2 separate regions of the Hordeum vulgare genome follow, and region 2 is linked to region 1. Evidence: chromatin contacts called from public Hi-C data. All regions are on one chromosome and are shown on one strand. The core of a region is the stretch at or near the end of the contact, and the rest is flanking DNA. Distances in the headings are between cores, read along the strand shown. Region 1 holds the start of LOC123442548 (mediator of RNA polymerase II transcription subunit 22a-like). Region 2 has its middle 6.8 kb from the start of LOC123439262.

Evidence for each region. Hi-C and Micro-C count contacts between places; a contact is called where the count stands out from the background.
Region 2: a contact with region 1 is called in a Hi-C map of seedling, with 4 times the contacts expected there. The contact joins the enhancer-like site here to the promoter of LOC123442548 in region 1. A contact is called at or near these places in 2 of 6 Hi-C or Micro-C datasets (leaf and seedling).

Annotation. Positions count from the first base shown.
Region 1 is chr3H:13,697,312-13,700,254 of MorexV3_pseudomolecules_assembly, forward strand. It overlaps LOC123442548 (mediator of RNA polymerase II transcription subunit 22a-like), which reads right to left and starts at 1,472. Exons shown (of 4, transcript XM_045118622.1): 1 at 1,127-1,472; 2 at 987-1,052; 3 at 1-58. The coding sequence starts at 1,285.
Region 2 is chr3H:13,783,430-13,786,322 of MorexV3_pseudomolecules_assembly, forward strand. No RefSeq gene overlaps it. Among protein-coding and RNA genes, the nearest start is that of LOC123439262, 6.8 kb to the right of the region's middle. Within about 2 kb of position 1,367, at least 2 of the 3 cell types and tissues checked have open chromatin away from gene starts, as enhancers often do. A contact at or near this core is called in seedling, where this site is marked.

The sequences.
Region 1 (2,943 bases), core at 222-2,721:
AGATAGCTGTCCTCTTAAGTTCCGACACTAGTTTCAACAGAGAGTCCGCTGAATGCACCTGGAAAACATAAAACAGCATTTGATAACCAAACAAGACGAATCAAGAAAAACGAATACTAGATTTGATGGTATTCTAGAATTAGCTCAAAACACAGTAGGTTGCAGTATAACATAGGAGTATATCGTATCAGCTGCTACTATAGTTTCTGTATCAACTTGTTACAATTGCAGCACTAATTAGGGCGCCAAAGCTAAGGTAGTCCTCGCTTCTTGTATCAACTTGTTACAATTGCAGCAGTAATTATGGTGCCGAAGCTAAGGTAGTCCTTGCTTCTAGTATCAACTTGTTACAATTGCAGCACCAATTATGGCGCCGAAGCTTCTTATATCCACTCATCATCTGCATCTTGGGAGACTGAGTTTAAAGTACATGACCATGAAATCAATCTACCAGGGGCTGGAGTGCTTCAGAGCTTATATTTATATTCCTGAAACCTTACCCTGCACATCTAGACTTATAGATCCTAAATAGGCTTTACCAAACTGATCCCTATTTTGATCATAGCATTACTGTATTTAGCATACACATTTTCACCCTAGTCACATCACATTCATTGCCATGCTGGTTGCTAAGTCTACATGATTACATGATACTCCTTGTGGTCTTGTATACAAAAATGGAGGGAGTAACTGATATCTCCTTGTGGGCTTTTGTGCTACAGCGCTATGGGATTTAATTCAGGGACAGCTTAGGCTAATACCACCACTCAATTGGGCGTTACTGTTTCGATCTTCACTGCCAGTTTCATAGCCTAGTTTGATCTCATAATCATCAACCTCACTGCGAGTTCTGTCAATTTATAGCTTGTAGTAGCGTGGTGCTGTTGATTTAAGGCACAACTCGTCTCCAATTTTGGTCACGACAATTTCGAACAGTGGGGAGAAACAAATCTCTGAGCAAATGGTGGGCAGTGAGGCGAACTTACCATGCGGGAGGCGCGCATGTCCATCTGGAATGCCTCCTGCGAGTTGCGCACGGGAGGGTCGTTGACCTGAGACGAGGAAAAAGCGCAGGGTTAGGGCTGGTTAGGCAGAAGGAGAGTGCCAAGAAGGAACAGGGGCGTACGCGGGCGATGTTGATGAGGGCGGAGAAGTTGTCGACGAGGCTGCCGACGTCGGCGTCGGCCTTCTGGAGGAGCGCTCGTTGCTTCTGCGCCGCGGCGGCCGCGGCCGCCGCCGTCGGGCCCGCCATGGCGCCGCCAGCGCTGCCGCCTGGCTTGCTCATCGCGGGTCACCCGGCGAGCGGTGGGCGGCGGGCGCCGGCTGGCAGGAGGTCGGTGGGCGGGGTGGCGCCGGGCGGGCGGGGTGTGCAGGGGGCGACGGCTTCCGGCGAGGCCGGAGAGATCGAGAGCGGCAGAGACCCCAGAATCGGCGCCGGGACGGGAGTTAGTAGCTCGGTGCGAGATCTCTCTCTTTTTTTTTTTTTTAGAAACTCGGTGCGAGACCTCATGCGGCGTCAAAGAGAAGAGGCCACGCTGAAGCGAGGCGTAAAATTGGCAGGCCCACTCAGATCTGGGCAAACGGGCCGGCCCGGCCCGGCACGGAACGGCCTAAACGTGCCTGGCCCGGCATGGCCCGCCGAGACACGTTTAGTAATCGGGCCGTGCCGTGCCAGCCTGTGGGCTGCGCTTCCAAGCCCAGGCACGACCCAGTTACTAAATAGGCCGGCCTGTTGGTCCGATTAGCACGTTGAGTTGTATAATTTTAGCCTTATGGGCTTATTTTTAGGTCTATTGGGTCATATATTATAATACATACATTAAAAATATCTAAAAATATGTAAAAAAATAAACGGGTCGTGCCGTGCCGGCCCACGTGCCCAACCTCCAGGCCCAGGCACGGCCCGAGGCGTGTCGCGTGCCTGGTACGACCCGTTTAAATCGTGTCGGGCCGGGTGTCGTGTCTAGCCCGCGGGTTGTCGGGCCGGTCCGACTAGCACAGCCTGTTTGGCCAGGTATGGGCCCGCTTTGATGAGATCACTACAGTTGGTTTTTGTGTTGCTAAAAAAAGGAGTTGGTTTTTGTTTTTCTGTGCGGTTTTATCGTCTTTTTTTCTTCTGAAAAACGTTTATTGTTTCTTGTTTTTTGTAGGAGCTACATAATTAATAAACACTAGTCGTCAACCCGTGCATTCGCACGGCCTAGTTTATATAAAACATAAATATATTTTGGTAATACTATATATCATTGTGGACTACATGCAATTTTCTAATATATTTTAGTAGCACTGTAATTGGTTACCGGCTCCTCAGACTTTTCAAAATGTTAAATTTCCAATCACTTCTAATTTGTTACAGTAAGTTTCTAGTTGAAAACAGAAATATTGATCTTCCATGGTAATGACGATTTCCTTTAGCTCGTTGAGACTTCATTAATTCACATGCCATTTTGACTTGTACGTTGAGGTGCATTGGCAAAGGATACATGTCTATTGTCTCGAGTTTAAGTCTCCTCATGTGCCTATAAATATGTAACTTTCACCATAATCCAATATAAACAATAGAAAACTGAATTATTATTTCAGCATGGAATTTGTCAGACTCTAAAAAACTATGTATATGTATAACCAAATTTCCTATAATTTAACCATTCTATATTTGCATACGATGATATGTTCAGGTTGTCGTATGCAGAAACATATTTTGTATGGCAAAAAGGAATCTGAGTTATATATAAATGGAGACATGTCAAGAAAAATGATATAATACTTTCATACACATAATCGTATAATCACATATGGTCTCTAAAATCGGTCCTTTTAGGACTTGCTTTTCTGATCCGGCAAGTGCACATCCTTTCTTGAGATATTCTTAAAAGAAGATAGAAGACTTATTTTTGCACCACAATGATACATTGTCGTGTTTACAAAAATTAAAGAAGCCTT
Region 2 (2,893 bases), core at 117-2,616, 86 kb after region 1:
AGCCGCAGCGACTAGCTAGTAGTACTTACCTAGCTAGCCCCCGACAAGCGCTTCAGAGTCTTTAGAGTTGAATTACCTCGACGCCTCATGACTGCGAGCCACGACTAACAAACCTAGGGGCTATGGCTAACCATAGCTTACATATGCAAGCAGTGGTAATCAACAGCACGCTAGGTGGCTAGCTAGCAGCCCTGCTAGTACTACTAACTTAGCATTGTCACTTGCTCCACAAGTGACATTATACAACACGTATAGGCTGCTAGCCCTCCGTACGGTAGAAAGCATCTCAATAATAAGATGAAGCCTTTGGGGCTCAAAAATGAGCCAAGCTAGCTACCTAGCTACAGTTAGTTTGGACCCATCCGAGAGCGATTAAGCCTGACAACTAGAGTACTAATGTACTTCCTTCGTGGCCTAATGAAGTAATGAGCAGAGCAGAGACCTTGCTATAGCTACATTTAGTCTGGACCCATCTGACTGAGTGATTAAGCCTGACAACTAGAGTACTAATGTACTTCCTTTGTGGCCTAATGGAGTAATGAGCAGAGCAGGGACCTGGCTATAGCTACAGTTAGTCTGGACCCATCTGACTGAGTGATTAAGCATCACACCTAGAGCACTAATCATCCATGTATGCGCTACAGTAAGCAACCCTGAAGATCTGGACCCTAGCTAGGGAGGTTAATTATCCGCCATAGGTCTGTTAAATGTGATCATAAGGCAGTCAGTGCAAGAAGATAATTTAGTAGTAAAATCCTGGATGTGCCAGCAGGGTGGAGTGCACTGTCTGCAGCCTCAGAGTGCTTAGCCAACTGAAAGTAGGTCAAGGTTCACACCTGGCACATCACCAGCAAAATCAACCAAGTGTGGTGTTTTTACAGGGTGTAGTGAATGTTAATGTGAACGTGAAATACTCCTGCATGCCCATCAATTCAGTGAGCAGGGAAAGGGAAAGGGATGTTGTATCAGATGGATGACCATTCATGCATCAAGTACTCCCCGCGGCCAATCACACAGCACAAAACCCACCACCACTTCAACTTGGGCTGGGTTGAGCTGAAGCCGAGTCCATTCCATTGTGGAAAAGGGAGAGGGATTGGGGCATGTAGCAGTACCAGAAAAACAGGGCAAGTGACAGGATGCAAAGTACAGATACCAATAAAGCGGGGGAGCTTTCTTTCATCAGACCAAATGATCAGGAGTCCACCAAGGGGGCATGCATGCGCTTTTCATTTCGCATGTCAAATATACATATGTGTCAGCCTAAGCATGGCATCTTCCTTCTAATCATGGCGCTCACTCCTAGGGCTACTAAAACCTTGGCAATACCTGTTGAATTCTGACTGGTTGGTGGCTTGGTGCCATGCACACCAACACCAACACCAACGCCACAGGGGAGGAGGTGAGGGTGGGGCACCCCTCACACCACTATGAAAAGAGGGAGGGAGGGTACTTAAGTACAACATGATGATGCCCTAAGGTCTTTGACATGATGCCAAAGGGAGACAAGACATTGACTCCATTGCTTCCCTTCTAGACAAGCTAGCTACCCATGGGGACTATGTATGCTAGCTAGCTCAATTGGGACCCCTAAAAGAGGGGGACTGATCAACTCCTCAGCATGAAGCAAAGTTGGTTTCCTTTCTCTAATGGAAATCCATCCATATCCTATCTAGTGCACTGTTACAAGTCTTGAGATCCATCACTTGTCTTTACTGTTTTGTTGTACAAATTCAGCTCCTCCTCGATCGGGCCCTGAGGAGATAATTTAACATGAAAAAAAATTAAAGTGTTCCAAAGTTAGTTACTGTTGCAACACCAATTCTCTTAAATTAATAGCAGTCCTTTAGGCTTAGGGCCACATATATACTGATGTGTTTTATAATTAATCGTGTCCAAGCGAGGCTCCACTGAAGGATGCATGACAACTCAGATGCTTGCCCAAAATTGGGATATGCTCCAACACCACATAAATATACAAACATACAATTAATTTATAGCATATTTGAGTCGTCCAAAACCACACACAAGCTGCCATCTTTCGGCGCATAATAATCAAGTTGGGGAACCCTAGCTAGAAGAAAACAACAAGAGGCCGGCTAGGGCCCACAATCTAATCACGTCCCATTTAGGATAAGGTTTCTTGACATAAAACTACATCAAGGGACTCGAGTGAGATCATGGCAAAAGTGTTTTCAAATCTCCCCTTTTGAGATCTTGTTTGTAGTTGGGACATCTTGGTGATGGTGACTCACATGGGGAGCCTCAGCAGGCCAAACTTTTATTTATTTATTTTTTCTAGCTAGCTGTTAGTTCTTTAGGCTTTACTCCTAGGGGGCGCAAAATAATAATAATTCTGGATGCCTTGTGGTAAGGGTATCAGCATAGGCAGTTTGTTGGGAAATATGATGGTTCATCAGCTAGCTCATTGCTTCTAGTGGTTGGTTGTCCTACTTAACAAAGTATGGTTCAAGGAAACCTTTGGGGCCAAATGTCCGCTTGGTGGTCATTCGGTTTGTTCTGTCTCCTTCTTTCAAAAGTGGTGGCCACTTTTGACAAAATATAAACAAATGTTCTCTACTCTGTAGTGATCAATTATTGACCTCTCTGAGCTACATATATATGCAATCCTGCGATTAGTTGCTATGACGACATAGAATTATCAACTTGTGCCGCTATAACCCAACTATCGATGCATCAGTTTGCACCAGCTGTATAAATTAATTGGTGCTCAACTTTGCAACTGCCTAAGTATTATTATGAGATTCCTAAAATTGATGGTATGTATGAAAACTAACCTAAGAATAAGTGGCCATGACCTACCTTAGCCATTTGCATAGTTATGTCCAAACATGCAAAAGTAGATGATAGTACAAGACAATGCATAGTCCAA